2 separate regions of the Canis lupus genome follow, and region 2 is linked to region 1. A link is a contact called in public Hi-C data. All regions are on one chromosome and are shown on one strand. The core of a region is the stretch at or near the end of the contact, and the rest is flanking DNA. Distances in the headings are between cores, read along the strand shown.

Region 1 (7,709 bases), core at 3,258-5,757:
TAAAAAGTAAGGCATTTGTGCAAACATCGCCATAGACTACAAAATACAAGATTCAAGCATTAAAATACCTCCTTCTGGCCCAAACTAAAATTGTGCCCCCGTCTGTAAGTAGATAGAAAAATAGAAATCGTTTAAGTCCAAATGTACACTTTTTCTTTGTGCCAAGGACTACTGGTAGTCAAAAGAAGGGGGGGGGGGTGTCGGGGAAGGCATTTTCACGAATGGGTAGATTTAAGCCTTTGGAAGCCCAGCATGCAGGTTCAAATCTGAGAAGTGGATTCCTGGATGACAAGACTAATCCCCAAACACACTACTGTCACCAACACTGCCACGACTACAACAAAACCAGGGGTGCTGCTGTTTACTTAGCATTGGAACACTTAGTGCCAACCCACCAGTCCTCTAGTGAGCTACACAATACTACTCTTAGGTGACTGACTTTCATGAACCACTTGGCTCCTTCTCATCCGAGGTGTATAATCTGCTTCTCCCGTGGCCAAAAGCATGCCTGAAGGGCTACAGGCCCACAGCTCAGAGTAAGCAGTTGGGGTTTCTGGTCTTGGCCCTGCTAACCAATGCCCCTGGGCAGGTCACTTAACCTCTCTGTGCTGGGGTTCATCCTCTGCAAGATACTGATGCCACTACCTGGCCCCTCTATCTGCGTGACGCTGCTTTAAGGACACAGTGACCCAAAAGGTGAAAAAGCGCACTGACAAAGTTCACAAAGGCCAGATAAATGCGACTTGTGTTAAGTAAGGGATTAGTGAAGCCCCAAACGTGAGGTGACACCTATAAGCAGGTTGCCCCGAGCTGGTGCCTAAGCCCTTTTGAGGAAGCTGCCAGTACGGACCGGACCGTGGACTCGAAGTGGGGACGAGAACATGCGGGAGGAAATGGTAAAATGACACTTCCAAAGCGGCCATTGGGTGGTTTATCTGGTTTATTGATAGCCACACGGTTATCTCTTCTGTTTTTTGTGCCTTTTTCTGGCTCGAGAGACCCTCCCTTCGATAGACTAGGGTCCACAGAAGTCCAAGAGAGCTTTGCAACGAATCTGGGGGGGGGGGGGGTCCATGAATTTAGAGAGGAAAACGTGACATCTTTCCATTAACCTCTAAGGGAGCCTTAGCATTTCCTTCCAGGGGGCCTGCAGGCGCGTCTCTAAGCAGGGGCTGCCCTAACGAAACGCCAGGGAGCAAGCCGCTGACACCACACACAGGTAGTTCTCACCGTCCTGGGGGCCGGGAAGTCCAAGACCAAGATGTGGGCACATTTGCTTCCTGCTGAGAACCTGTTTCTTGCTCGGCTTGTGGGCCCTGTGGACGGCCGCCTTCCTTCGGACGACCAGCGGGGAAGCTCGGTAGCCTGAGCGGTTCCTGTGACCGTGTCGGCAACGGGCATCGCGGGTGTTTTCACGTCTGCTCACACTCTGCAGATGTCTGCACACTCGCCACCGTTCTGAATTTATGCGGGACCCGAGGCCGACTGTCGGATCGTGGGATTTACTGCGCGCAGACGTGCGGGTTGCACTACGTGTCGGTGTTTAAGGCTTTTTTGGTACCGTATGGAAATCCAATTGCTTTCCTTCTCCATCTCGGGGGTGGTTTGCTGGTTAATTTTAGGCATTTACATAATTCTCAGAAAGGGTCTCTGGGCTTCCTCAAATTGGCCCGGCACAGGAAGAGTTAAGAACCAGACTCTCACTCCACCCCCAGCTCCCCTCCCATTTCCTCTTTACCAGACGCCGCCCGCGTGAGGAAATGGGACTATGATTTACTTTTCTTTCTTCTTCTCTCTCTTCTTACCCCCCTCTCCCCACCCCGCTTTTTTTTTTAATGGAGGTAAAATTCACCTAACGTAAAATTAACACTTGGAAAAGCGAACAAGGCAGTGACATTCCGTACATTCGCAGGGCTGTGCGCCCCCCCACACCCCCTTGTCCTCATTCCCATTTTCATCCCCCTAAAAGGAAACCTTAGACCTGCCCAGCAATCGCACCCCCTGGCTTCCCGCCGCAGCCCCTGGCAACCTCTAATCTCCTTCTCTGCCTATGGATTCATCTATTCTGGATGTTTCACAGGAATGGAATCCTAGGGTACGTGGTCTCTTGGATCGGGCTGCTTTCGCTCAGCAGGCTCTCCAGGCTCATCCACGTTGCACCGGGACAGCATTCCTCTTTAAGGATAAATACTATCCCATCAATGGCACCACCACAGTTCATTTATCCGTCCGTCCATCGAGGGGCATTTGGCTCATTCGACCTTTGTGCTCTTGGACTGTGCTGCCATGAACAAGACGAGAATCTGAACACATGCTTTTGACTGAGTCCATTCTAACCTAAAGTGAGATTTAGTGACTGTAGTGTCTGTGAACCTCAATTGTCCATATCGTCTTTACCAACTCAGACAATTGAGTCCTGGCAGGCAATAAATTGCACAGCAAAGGCCTAGAACTCAGGCATCCTTTGCCGGTGCTTTCATTTGCCTTGTGTTTGGCCTTTGTGTGAGAGAGTGACATCCCCCTCTTCTTGCTTCGGTGCAAAATGTATCCGTGGAATCCTCCCCCACGGAAGCCTCCTGCGAGCGAAGGCATCAGAGAGCATGGGAGGAGTGGGCAGAGATGCCGGTAAAGGCTCGCTTCTTCATTGACCTTGGTGCATGCCTGGGAATTCTGATGTGCAAGCAGACTAAGAGCTGTAGGCATCCCTCGGACCGGACAAAACAGCCAGGCCGGAAGGAAGGGAAGAGAACTGTTGTGCGTACCTGGCCCAGGCCCTAGAAACATGTGGTGATCACCAGCTCCAAAGGCAACTAGGCTCAGACTGAAGCTTAGCAGAGGGTGCAGGGGCTGACCCACCCGGGGACACACTCAGACCTTTTCACACTCAGGCCGCATAGGCGGGAAGGCTCAGAGAGAGCACGGTAGGCAGGAAGAAAGGGCATCTAAGTAGACGGACCCATTCCTGGGTCCTAGGAAAAGCTAGGCCACTGAGGGCGCACAGGGAATGACAGGGGCAGGACTGGCTTCATAGCTTGGGGACCTGGTATAAAATGAAAGCCTGGGGCCCTTTGTTCAAAATTATTAGCAATTTCAAGATAGTGGCTGCAGAGCATGAAGCCGAGCGAAGTGTGGCTTTGTGAGTGTGAGGCCTTGTGCCACCGCGTGGCTCACGCGGCCTCGGAGCCTGCCTTGCAGTGGCGAAGGGGTCCGGGTCAGCCAAGGAGGTTGCCCAAGGCCTACGTGAGGGGGGCCCTCAAATCCGGCGCCCGCCCGTGCTTTATTTCCCGTACCGGGATGCCATTAGCCACCTTCTGCTGATGCTGTGGGAACTGCATTGTATTTAAAAAGCACTGACGTCCACAGAAGAAGCACATTTTTAAGATACAGGAACACTTACAACTTGCTAATGATAATTCTGCTTCACAAACAGGAGGAAAAGTATCCTTTTTGTTTTTTAGCACAAAAGGCGATTGGGAGTATGCAATGCCTCCCCTTTAGATATGTTACTTGACCTAATTTTTTGTAACCAGTGTAACCTGAATGCTGGAAAACAATCAAAGTAGTTAAAAAAAAAGCCGTGTGAAACTGCCAATGTTCAAGGTAAGAATCCCCTTTATCGCGAGTACACTGGGCCCCGTAGGGTGAGGCAGAGAGCGAATTTCCGTGGTGAAATCATTTGAAAATTGAAGCAGGCAACTTTTTAATTTATTTCATACATGACTATGGTATCTGCCTTTCAAAGTTTTCTGATGGGAAAGTTGGATGATTTATTGTGATGGGATACAACTTAACCCTTAGCTGGGCCTGTAAGACAGAGTCTAAGGGCCTTCGGATTCTAGAAAAGCGGAATATTTAACTGAGGTGGCTTCTGAACCAACCAGTCTGAGTTTGAACTCCGCCTCTGGCTTTCACTGTGTGGTTTTGGGCAAATTATTTAATCTCCCCAAGACTCCCTCATCGGCAAAATGAGGAACATAATAGGGCCTCTGTCATATAGGTTGTGTAAGGCTTTTGGGAGATTATGCACAGAGACTTCCCGTCTGTGGGGAGCACTCAAAAAATGGGATCATCACGGTCGGGACTGCTGCTGCTGCTGCTGCTGTTTTGCTTAATTATTGTTACATCTGTTGGTATTATTGAATCTGGCCCGCCTGCCTCTTAGAATTATTTCCCTCACTTTCTAGCCTTCTGTGCAAGCCCCAGCCGCCCTAAGCTACTCACCACCCCCTGCACACACTCGAAGAGTCTCTGCCTGCTTTTTTCTGTTGCCCTTGCTGTGCATAGACCGAGCAACCACTTGGAGGGGATGTTGTAGAGGAGAATTCAAGCCACAGAAGGAAACTGGGTTGAATGAGATCCCCCCCCCCCAAAGTTCCTCTTGGCTCTAAAATGCCATCAGGCCCACAAAGAGAACAGGAAAGTTAGCAGCACGTTTGACATTCTCGAGAGTGTTCTTTGCCTCTTCTCTGCTTCACTGGGGTCCTGCACTGGCTCTGAGAACACTCACCGAGGGGGCCTCCGGTTCCATTGGGCCGAGGTGGAGCCACCGCAGGTGGGGTTCCGGGAGGCACACTCAGCTGGGGAGGGGGGAGATGCCCCAAGGGCGGGCGTAGAGCGGGTGGAGGGACCGTGCCCTTCATCTGGGCTGCGTGCCTTAGATTCTCTGAGCTTCAGATCCTTCAGTAGTAAAATGCGGCTGTTCGTGCCCTCTGCACGGGGTGAGGATTGAATTAGACATTGTGGACAGATAGCCCCTGTCGTTGTGGGGGGCGGTGGGGGGGGCTCGGGCTGTGTCTCTAAGGGGATTTAGATGAACAGAGAGAGATTGTGGGGTCACTGGGGATAGCCGGGTGCAGGCAGGCAGGGCAGACTGTAGGAGGCCCTGAAACCATGACAAGGGCACCAGGCCTTGCAAGAGCAAAGGGTTGGGAGCCTTCTCTTCCTCCTCTTCTCCTTCTGGCCAGTGCTCTGCACAGAATTTAATAAGTTAAACATAATGGGACTAATTTTCACGTACCCAGACCTCTGTGGCTGCTTCTCCAGCTTCGGGAATAGCTACAAATCTGTCCCAGGCTTACCCTGGAAAGGAACATCAAACCCAGCGGGCCCGGATACCTCTTCCTGGTTCCCCTGGGCACGGGCTTTGGAGGTGGGCCACCGTCCAGTGCAGGCCCTCTCGGCACACAGGTGCAGGGGCCCCTGGGCTGAGGCAGACCAGGCCCGCAGCAGGTGGGTGCCTCACCCATCTTCTACCCGAGGGCCCTGCGAGGGGAGCCTTGCCACTCTAAGCCTCTGTCTTTTCAATCGGGATTGAAAACCCCCGCCTGGGTGGCGGTCGCTCCCCTGCACACACTACCCCGCTCACAATGGTAGCTTCAGGGAGGCAGGAGTCGTCCCTGGCATCTGACACATGGATACCGAAAGGTTTGAATTATCTGGGGAAGGAAGCAAGGTGGCTAGAGCCACGGGTTCAGAGTTTGGCCGAGCTGGGTTCTGGAACCTTCCTCACTAAAGCAAGTCAGATCAACGCAATGCCTTAACTGTTTATTGAGCAACTGCTCTGTCCCCGGCACTGTGGGACCCAGAGCAGCCTGCCGCTCACATGCTTCCTGATGATTCTCAGGCGCAGGCTTGGGGGACGGCGGGGGGGGGGGGGGGGGTGTGGGGGGGGGGGTGGTGGTGGTGGTGGTGGTGAAGACTTTCATGAGCCCCTTAGCACAAATAATAGGCAGCGGCTACCGGCTGAGTTACGGCAAGGATGGATCTCTGACCTCAGTTTCCCCATCTGTAAACCTCTCCTCCTGGTGCGGGGGGTGGGGGTGCAGCAGGGGACAAAGGCAGAAGCACCTCTGACAATGCCTGACTTTTATAAGGCATCAACCAACGGGGGTTGTAAGTTTTTATTTGCTATAGAACTAACACAAGATTTCATTTTTACTAGTACTTTTTAGGAGAAATGACTAATCTTAAAAAAAACCTCTAGGGGCGCCTGGGTGGCTCAGGGGTTGATTGTCTGCCTTTGGCCTAGGTCGTGGTCTGGGGTCCCACATCGGGCTCCCCGCAGGGAGCCTGCTTCTCCCTCTGCCTGTGTGTCTGCCTCTCTCTGTGTATGTCTCATAAATAAATAAAATCTTTTTTAAAAATTAACTAAAAATGAAAAAATAAAAACCTCTAAAATTTGCACTTCCAAACACTATAATTTTTTTTTTCTCAACCTTCCATCCTAAATGATAATAATAAGAACATAAAGCACTTACTAGCTGTCACGCACCGTCCTGAGACTTCGGGGCTCCCGGCAAGCCCGTGAGGTGGGCACTGCAATGATCCCCTCTCACGGATGACAAAACGCAGGCCCAGAAACATTAATTCACATGGCGGGGGTCACACGACTCTTAACAATATTCCTTTAGTTTGCATTCCTTCTCAGGTGCCTCCCCCTGTCTTTGCACTCTCTAGGCCCCTGACCCGGTGGCAAGGCAAGCCCAGTAAGGAAGACCCCTCCCTTTTAAGCGAGGGCCCTTCCTTTCTTTCCGTCCCTATCTAAACACGGCGGAAGGCGAACTAGAAACATTCCCCAGGCGTTTCCAAATTTCCTCTCCTCCGTCTCTTCTGGAGACATTGTTCTGCAAGGCCTTACCCTTTGTAAGCAAAGGGCCTTGGGGACAAGAAGCAGTGCGTCGTTAATGGCCTTCCTTTGTATGGGGGGACCCCCGGGGAGGAAAGAAGTGATTTCTGACAGCGTTTGGGGTGTGGCAACATGGAATCAGGGAACCCACAGGGATGGTGGCAGTGTCAGGCAGCTGCCAGCCGAAACGGGCCATGCGTGATCTTTAAATGAGCTTCCACAGTGGAGGGGACTGTCAGGCCCGTCAACTAGGGTGCGGTCAGGGGGAGGTGTAGCCAGAGAGGTGACATCCTGTTTGGAGAGCAGAATGGCAGCCACCTCCCCCCACCCCCCAGAGCACGAACTGGGGAGCCAGTCAATCACCTGCTCCTGCCCCCCACCCCCAGCCCTGCAGCCTCCCCACCCCCCACTCCAAGAAGGAAGTCAAGTGGATAAAGAAATGGGGAAGTCCGAGCTGCCTCTGCAGTGGCTTTTGAGGGTCTATATAACACTTGACTTTAATCCCCAGGGGACAAAAGCCTCAGCCATGAACGTGCTGAGCAGGGGGGTTCTGGAAACATTTCCTTAGGATGCGGAAAGGGATCAGAAGTATTGTGCCTACTGCTTTGTGTCTCAAAATCCTCTCAAGTGGGTCTTTTCCAACCTGCGGGTCCTTTGCGTTTGCACGTGCCGCTGGGGGGCACAGGGCACGCCAGTGGTGGGTGATTTCTGCGGCAAAGGGGTCACCGGTGCTCCCAGGCAAGGGGCCATTTTGCAAACTGCTCCTGTCTCCCGAGATGTCCCATATTTCCGGGCGTACTTCGCAGGTCCCTTGCAAACCGGCTGGGGCCGAAGAGGCTCTTTGCACAACACAGCGAGATTTTTTAAATTTAATCTTGGATTTTAGAGCCGACGGGATTGCAGTCTTTGGCTCGGGACGCAGGCCTCCTTGGGGCAATCGCTTTTACGTTTAGGGGAACAAGGAACAGGAAAGTAAAAGAACTTCCTTATTGTCAGGCAGCAAGTCAATGGCAGAGCTTGAACCTGGCTGCTTTTTTCTAAGCGGGGAGGCGTTGTGCGCTGGAAAATCCGGATAAATTGACCT
Region 2 (7,709 bases), core at 3,431-5,930, 190 kb after region 1:
GAACAGGAGAAAATCAATTTTAATAGGTGGACCTACAGAGAATCCACAGAGACATGGACATTCCAAAGACAGTGAGGCCCCCAGGGGCTTGACTGACATCCTGAGCTCAGGAGAGGGAGCGGGGCCGAGGACAGAGAGGGGAGAAAGCTCATGAGCAGGAAGGTGAGAGGGGAAGTCTGGAAAAACAAGGTAGCCCTGTTATGCAGATAGGGTTCTTAGGTAAAAGGGAGCCTCCGTTAATGGCTCTCTTCCCGGTACAGGCTCTCCTTTCCGATGTAATTGTAGGCAGTCGAGGGGGAGGCAGAGAGCTTCTCCTGCGTCTGCTGGGCTCTGATTACTTCGAATTCAAAATCATCTTTATGCCAAATGGCCCATTTGGGGGCAACCAGCCCTGGATCCCTACAACATACACTCACACACACGCTCCAGGTTACTGGATGGGGTTCACTTCTTTAAACAAAAAGGGTCTAAGCAACATGGAAATTGTTTTTTTTTTTTAATTGTTTTTTGGTAAGTCAGTACGCAGGCAGGCATAAAGGGGAAAATTTTGTCATAATCAAACCGTAGGTAAATTGAAACACTAATATTCAAAAGTCTCTCCTTTAGCCTCCCGTCCCTGTGCTGGATATTTGTGAGAGTCTGTTAAGCAAATGAAATGTTAATGAACTAGGAGGATTCTACAAGGTATTTTACATTCCTAAATCCAGATCACAGCCCTCAGTAGGTGCTAGGCAATCATATTTGCCAGATTGCTTCTGCTGAGCTGTGTATTAGTCAGGACTTCGTGCTTGGAAGTGAGAGAAAGCTGACTCAAATAACCTAAGGCAAAAAGAGGAGGCATTTATTAGCACACACGCAAACCACCAGGAGGATATAGGAGCTACTGGAAGCAGCTCAAAACCCATCAGCTTTCCCCATTTTTACCTCTGCTTTCTCTCTATCCGTGAGAGTCATTTTCTTCAAGCCAATTTAACCAGCTCTTGCTTGAAAGATCACAGGGCGGGGCGGGGTGGGGGGCTGCGCCTGGGGGGCTTAGCGGTTTAGGGCCTGCCTTCAGCCCAGGCCTTGATCCTGGAGACCTGGGATTGAGTCCCACATCAGGCTCCCTGCGTGGAGCCTGCTTCTCCCTCTGCCTGCATCTCTGCCTCTCTGTGTGTGTCTATCATGAATAAATAAATAAAATCTTTAAAATACATAAATAAATAAATCCTTAAGGGTCATTCATTAAACACCATTAAAATCTAGGCCTCTTCTCCCCTCCTCCTCCTCTGATGGAGGAAAAACCAAGTACGCCTCCGTTTATCTTCCTCCAGCCCTTTGCTGTCTACCCTACCAGTCAGAGCCCTGATTGCTCCCATTAATCATCACCTCTATTCAGGGGGGCAGAAGCTTGAAATGGTCCCCTAGGAATCTGCTCCAGCGCTGCTAGGACTTTAGTGGGCCTCGTTCACCCTGCCGGCTTGCTGAAACACTGATTCCTAAGCCCATCCCTGCAGAGTCGGAGTCCGTAGGTATGGAGTAGGGCCCATGAACTTGCATTTCTAACAAGCTCCCCGCTAATGCTGATACTGTGGGTCCGAGGACCATACTTTGAATAGCACTGAAATAGTCCATGGCTCAAAACCATGTTTCCATAGTAAGCTCGAAACCTCGGTTGTTCCCACCTGGGGGGCAATTTTGCTTCCTGGGAGACAATGGGCAACGTATCTGGCACTTGGCCCTTGTAGATACCTGCAGATACTTTTTTTTTTATCGCTATTGTTTGGGGAGACGAAGTGGGAGCTACTGGCATCTGGTGGGTAGAAGCCAGGGATGCCGCTAAACATCTTATAATGCACAGGACAGCTGCCCGAGAGAAAATTATCTGGCATAAATATATCAATAGCACCGAGGTAAAGAAACCCTACTTCAGTCCATGGGATCAACCCACAGACAAGAGATGAACTTGGCTAGTAGTTTTGTAAATCTTCAACTGTTCTCTAAAAGGCGGCACAAATCAAAAGATGCTCCACATCCTATGTCATCAGGGAAATGCAAATTGAAACAATAGTGAGAAAGCACTACACACCTATCAGAATGGCCAAATTCTAGAACACTGACAACGCCGTATATGGGCAAGGACGTGAAGTAACAGGAACTCTCTCATTCATTGCTGGTGGGAATGCAAGATGGCACAGCCACTTTGGAAAAACAGTTTGACGGTTTCTTACAAAGTTAAGCATCCTCTTACAATATGATCCAGCAATTACATGCCTTGGAATCCACCCAAAGGAGTTGAAAATTTATGTTCACATAAAAACTTGCACACAGATGTTTATAGCAGCTTTATTCATGATTGCCAAAACTTGGAATCGAGTTCCGTAGGGAATGGATACATAAACTGTGGTATGTCCAGACAATAGAACATTATTCAGCTTTAAAAAGAAATGAGTTCCCAAGCCATGAAAAAAATGAGGAGGAACCTTAAATGCATATTATTATGTGAAAGAAGCCAATCTGAAGACGCTGCATGCTGTATGATTCCAGCTATATGATATTCTGGAAAGAGCAAAACTATGGAGACAGTAAAAAAATCAGTGGTTGCCAGGGGTTGGGTGGAGGAAAGGATGAATAAATGGGATGTAGAAGAGTTTTTAAGGCAGTGAAACTATTCTGTGTGATACCATAATGATGGAGACATGTCTATTATACATTTGTCCAAACCCATAGAATGTACAGCATCACGAGTGAACCAGAATGCTGTAGGGTGAACTATGGACTCTGGGTGAGGATGACGTGTCAAAGCAGGTTCACCAACATGGTGGGGGATGTTGCTAATGGAGGAGGCTGTGCATGTGTGGGGGTAGGGGATATGGAAAATCTTTGTACCTTCCTCTCAGTTTTGCTGTGAACCTAAAACTGCTCTCAAAACACAGTCTTAAAAAAAAAAAAAAAAAAAAGGCTGCAAAAGACAGTAGATCATAGTACAATCAATTTAACATCTGTTGTTTTCTATTGTGCTTACCTCCTTATAATTCCAGCCTGGCCCCTGGAGGCGTCTGAATTTGCAACCCTCTGATCTAGACCAAGCTCTTTATAGATGAGGGAGGAGTGAGGAGATGGGCCAAACTCTTTCCCCAAGGTTCAAGAGGGAAACCAGACTTGAAATCCAAGCCTGTGACAGTGATCACGCCAGTGTGAATCAATATACACACGCCAGCACTCTCTAGTACATTCAGGAAAAGCCATATCATGCATTCATTTATTTATTGTTTCAGCATTCATTCCTCATGCACAATGTTCTTATTTGCACGCACACAATTAAATATTAGATACATAAATCAGAGGTTCTCATGTATTACCTAATAACAGCATTGGACACGTGACATATTTGGCCCGTGATATTTATTTAGCATCCCCTCCAAATGCTTAAAGATAGAGATGTTCCAGCAACAAGTTCTATTTCTGAAATACCAAATTGAAACTTGGAACTTATTATATGAGACCGGATGGCTCTTCCATCTATCAAGACAGAATGAAAACAGCTGCCCTCTTAAAATGTGTGAGCTATGGCCAAACCATTTCTCTTCTGTTCAAAGACATTTGACACCATCTAGGCTTTTTTTTTTTTTTTCTTTAATTTTATGTTTACCATTTTAGCGTTAAAAGAATTGTAAAAAAAAAAAACAAAACAAAAACAAAAACAAAAGCAATGAACAACAACAAAACCATGGAACAAAAAATTCAAAATAGTAAAGAACAAAGAAAGTTACTAAATTACACTTGAATGCTGCCTCTACAAAAGGGTTTGGGAAACTATGGCCGGCACGTCAAAGCCAGCCCACCATCTGTGTTTATAAATAAAGTTTTATTAGAAGACAGCCATGTCCATTCATATTTTCTATGTCTACTTTCATGCTACTGTGGCAGGGTAGAGTAGGGGAACAGAGACCTTATGGCCGACAAAGCCTAAAATATTTACTATCTGGCTATTGGTGAGAAAAGATTACCAAACCCGCTCTTGATGATGTATTAGGTTGTGCCCTATGAAATTGCCAACCTTTGGCAGTTTTGACCTACACTTTCATCTGGTTCACTTTTTTAAAATTTTAGGTTTTTTATTTAATTCATTTGAGAGAGAGAAAGTGAGTGAGAGCATGAGCTGAGCGGGGTGGGGTGCTGTCAGGGGGAGAGGGAGAAGCAGACTCCCCGCTGAGCAAGGAGCCCCAAGCAGGGCTCCACCTGAGCTGAAGGCAGATGCTTAACGGACTGAGTCACCCAGGCGCCCCCATATGGTTCAGTCTCAAAAGTGAAGGATATTATTCAACTTGTAGTGACTCTTGAAACACAAAACAGAATTTCACAATGGCCATGTTTATCAAGAAAATCACTTCCTCATCTAAAACATAAATAAAATAAAAACCATCCTTCCTTTTCCCCAGAAAATGGACACAGACTAGACTGCCTCACTGGCCTTGAAACAGAATTTTCTAGTGAGAGATTTTGCAGTTCTCCGTAGACCTAGATCCACCTTCCCCCACCTATAAAAATCTCTCTCAATGGCAATTAGTCATCCATGAGGACTTGTTCTTAGCTCCCTCTGCGCATGCCATTTATGCAAGCACTTATAAGTCTGTGTTTCACCTAAGAGATGGCACTAATATGCTTGCATAACGTGGGTCTTTACAGATCACCGCTAACATAACAGAGTGAACCTCTGCTCAGATGGCCTCAAGTTACACCACACCCATAGCTGCCAATTTCTATCTTCCTGTAGAAATATCCAGCATTGGGCAGCCTTGGTGGCTCAGCAGTTTAGCGCCACCTTCAGCCCGGGGTGTGATCCTGGAGACCAGGGTTCAAGTCCTGAGTCAGGCTCCCTCCACAGAGCCTGCTTCTCCCTCTGCCTGTGTCTCTGCCTCTTTCTCTCTCTCTGTCTCTCATGAATAAATAAATAAAATCTTTAAAAAAAAAAAGAAGGAAAGAAGAAAGAAAGAAAGAAGAAAGAAAGAAAGAAAGAAAGAAAGAAAGAAAGAAAGAAAGAAAGAAAGAAAGAAGAAAGAAAGAAATATCCAGCATGGTGACAGGGCATGAGCTTAGGCGCGGGACTTAGGTCAACTTACTTTGGAATTCTGGCACTACCTCTTACCCGTTGTTTGAGCTTGGGCAAGTTTTGTAGCTTTGATAAGCCTGACTTTCCTCAACTGTAAAATGGGGGTGGATGCCTATTTTGCAGAGGATTAATAATTATGTGTGGGGCGCCTGGGTGGCTCAGTTGGTTAAGTGTCTGACTCTTGATTTTGGCTCAGGACATGATCTCAGGGTTGTGGGATCAAGCCCCGCATTGGGCTCCACACTAGGTATGGAGCCTGCTTAAGATTCTCTGTCTCAGGATGCCTGGGTGGCTTAGCAGTTGAGTGTTTGCCTCTGGCTCAGGGCGTGATCCCAGGGTTCTGGGATCGAGTCCCACATCAGGCCCGGGAGCCTGTTTCTCCCTCTGCCTATGTCTCTGCCTCTCTATCTCTCATGAATAAATAAATTAAAAAAAAAAAAGATTCTCTGTCTCCCTCTCCTTCTACCCTTCCCCACCCCTCTGTCTGTCCCCCTCCTACTAATTATTATTATTATTATTATTTTATTATTATTATTATGTGAGCAAAGTGCCTGACAATTAGCAAATAAGTCGAACCACATGAAATTGCTACCCCCCAAAGTAGCAATAGCATGTCATTTAACCCAAAGTTGTCACCGTGGGGATTGGTTGCCATCATTGTGTGTACATGGGCTGGACCCAGGTAAAATGGACATAGCACTGTGTGCCACCTGGAGCTTCCAGTCAGGGTCTGGACTAGGATGAGGCTGGTAAGGCACTCAAGGTTCAAAATTTAAGAGGCACTCACTCTCAGGTGTAGCCCCTGTGTTGGCATGACTCTGAGAGCATCGGCTGTCCTAAGTTATCCTCCTGAGGCACCTCTCTTGACCCTCCAGAGTTCCAGCTGTTGCAGGGTTCCCCTTATCTAGCTGAGAAATTCCTCATTTCTTTAGCTCACCTGATTTGTGCCTGTCCCTAACCTGAAAACCATCTCTTGGGTGACCCTTTAATAACTAAGGGATAAATGAGTCATAGCACATTGTAACATTACACCTTCCCCAAAATGCTTGCTGCAAGAGAGGATCAAAATCTTAATTAAAAAAGCACCAAGGCGGGCTTTAAGGCATGACTTAGTGGAACAGAATATTGCAAGAGACCAGCAACCTGTGGGGATCCTGAAAACTTTATCAGTTGGCAGATAGTGTCTCGTGTCGCCCCACAGGTCTAAGCACATGAACATGTAGCCACGGAGAGACTGATGCACTGGGGACTTCAAGTGAGTCTTGGAGAATGGTTAAATGGTCAGTTAGGTGAGAAGGGAAGGCATTTTAGCATGATTGAAGGCACATTCCAAAGGATCCCTTCTTCTTTCCTTTTTTCCTTCTCCAAAAATGACTTGATATGACGAAGGACTGGTGTGGTAACCAACTTCCAAGATGGCCCCCAGTGACTGTCCCCTCCTGCTATTCATGCTCTAGTGATTCCCCTCCCACACTGGATCAGGGCTGGTCTGGGTGACCAATGCTATATGATGGCGGTGAAGGTATGTGACTTTTCGGGTTAGCACATAAAGGAGATTGTGCCTACTGCTTTGCTCTCCTAGCTCTCCTAGCTTGCTTCGCTCTCCTAGCATGCTCACTCTTAGAGAAGCCAACCACCATGTCATGAGGATACTCAGCAGCCCTTTGTGAAGAGAACCATTCGGGAAAGGACCCGAAGCGCCATTCCAACAGCCAGCACCAACTTACAAGCCAAGTGAGTGCAGCATCTTCAAGGTGGATCCTCAGGTCCCAGTTAAGCCCTCAGATGACTCCAGCTCCAGCTGACATCAGACTACAACCTCCTGAGAGAACTTGAGCCAGAACCAGCCCTGTCAACTTTCACAAATTCCTAACCCACAGAAAATATGTGATAATAAATATTTCTTGTTTTAAGCTGATAAGTTTTTTTTTTTAAGATTTTATTTATTTATTCATGAGAGACATCGAGAGGGAGAGAATCAGAGACACAGGCAGAGGGAGAAGCAGGCTCCATGCAGGGAGCCCGATGTGGGACCCGATCCCAGGTCTCCAGGATCACGTCCTGGGCTGAAGGCAAGCGCTCAATTGCTGAGCCACCCGGGCATCCCTAAGCTGATAAGTTTTAAGTAACAAGTTCCATAGCAACACAACTAGAATTCAGACCAAAAAACCCCTCCTTATATCGATCAGAAAAGGACAAACAACACTATAGAACAATGGGCAAAAGACTTGAAGAAACAACATACAAAAAAAGAATATCCAAATGACCCATAATCATGTTGTTATAGACTGAATGTTGGTGCCCTCCTAAAATTCACATGTTGAAACCTAATCCTCAACATGAGAGTATTTGGAAGTGAGGTCTTTGAGAAGTGATTAGGTCATAAGGGTGGAGCCCTCATGATTGGGATTATGGCCTTGGGACGGAGACCCCAGAGAGCTCCCTCACGCCTTCTGCCATGTGAGGACATGGCGAGAAGACAGCTGTCTGTGATCCCGGAAGCGGGCCCTCTTCTCCAGACATCAAATCTACTGATGCCTTAATCGTAGATGTGCAGCCTCTAGAACTATGAATAATACATGTCTGTGGCTTATAAGCCATTCAGTCTATGATGTTC

The links. A called contact is a pair of places that touch in the nucleus more often than the background predicts.
Region 2: a contact with region 1 is called in a Hi-C map of blood, with 6 times the contacts expected there. The contact joins two enhancer-like sites. A contact is called at or near these places in 2 of 9 Hi-C or Micro-C datasets (both in blood).

Annotation. Positions count from the first base shown.
Region 1 is chrX:9,394,019-9,401,727 of UU_Cfam_GSD_1.0, forward strand. No RefSeq gene overlaps it. Among named protein-coding and RNA genes, the nearest start is that of TMSB4X, 4.5 kb to the right of the region's middle. Within about 2 kb of position 4,508, at least 8 of the 20 cell types and tissues checked have an H3K27ac peak or open chromatin away from gene starts, as enhancers often do. A contact at or near this core is called in blood, where this site is marked.
Region 2 is chrX:9,588,776-9,596,484 of UU_Cfam_GSD_1.0, forward strand. No RefSeq gene overlaps it. Among named protein-coding and RNA genes, the nearest start is that of TMSB4X, 190 kb to the left of the region's middle. Within about 2 kb of position 4,681, at least 3 of the 20 cell types and tissues checked have an H3K27ac peak or open chromatin away from gene starts, as enhancers often do. A contact at or near this core is called in blood, where this site is marked.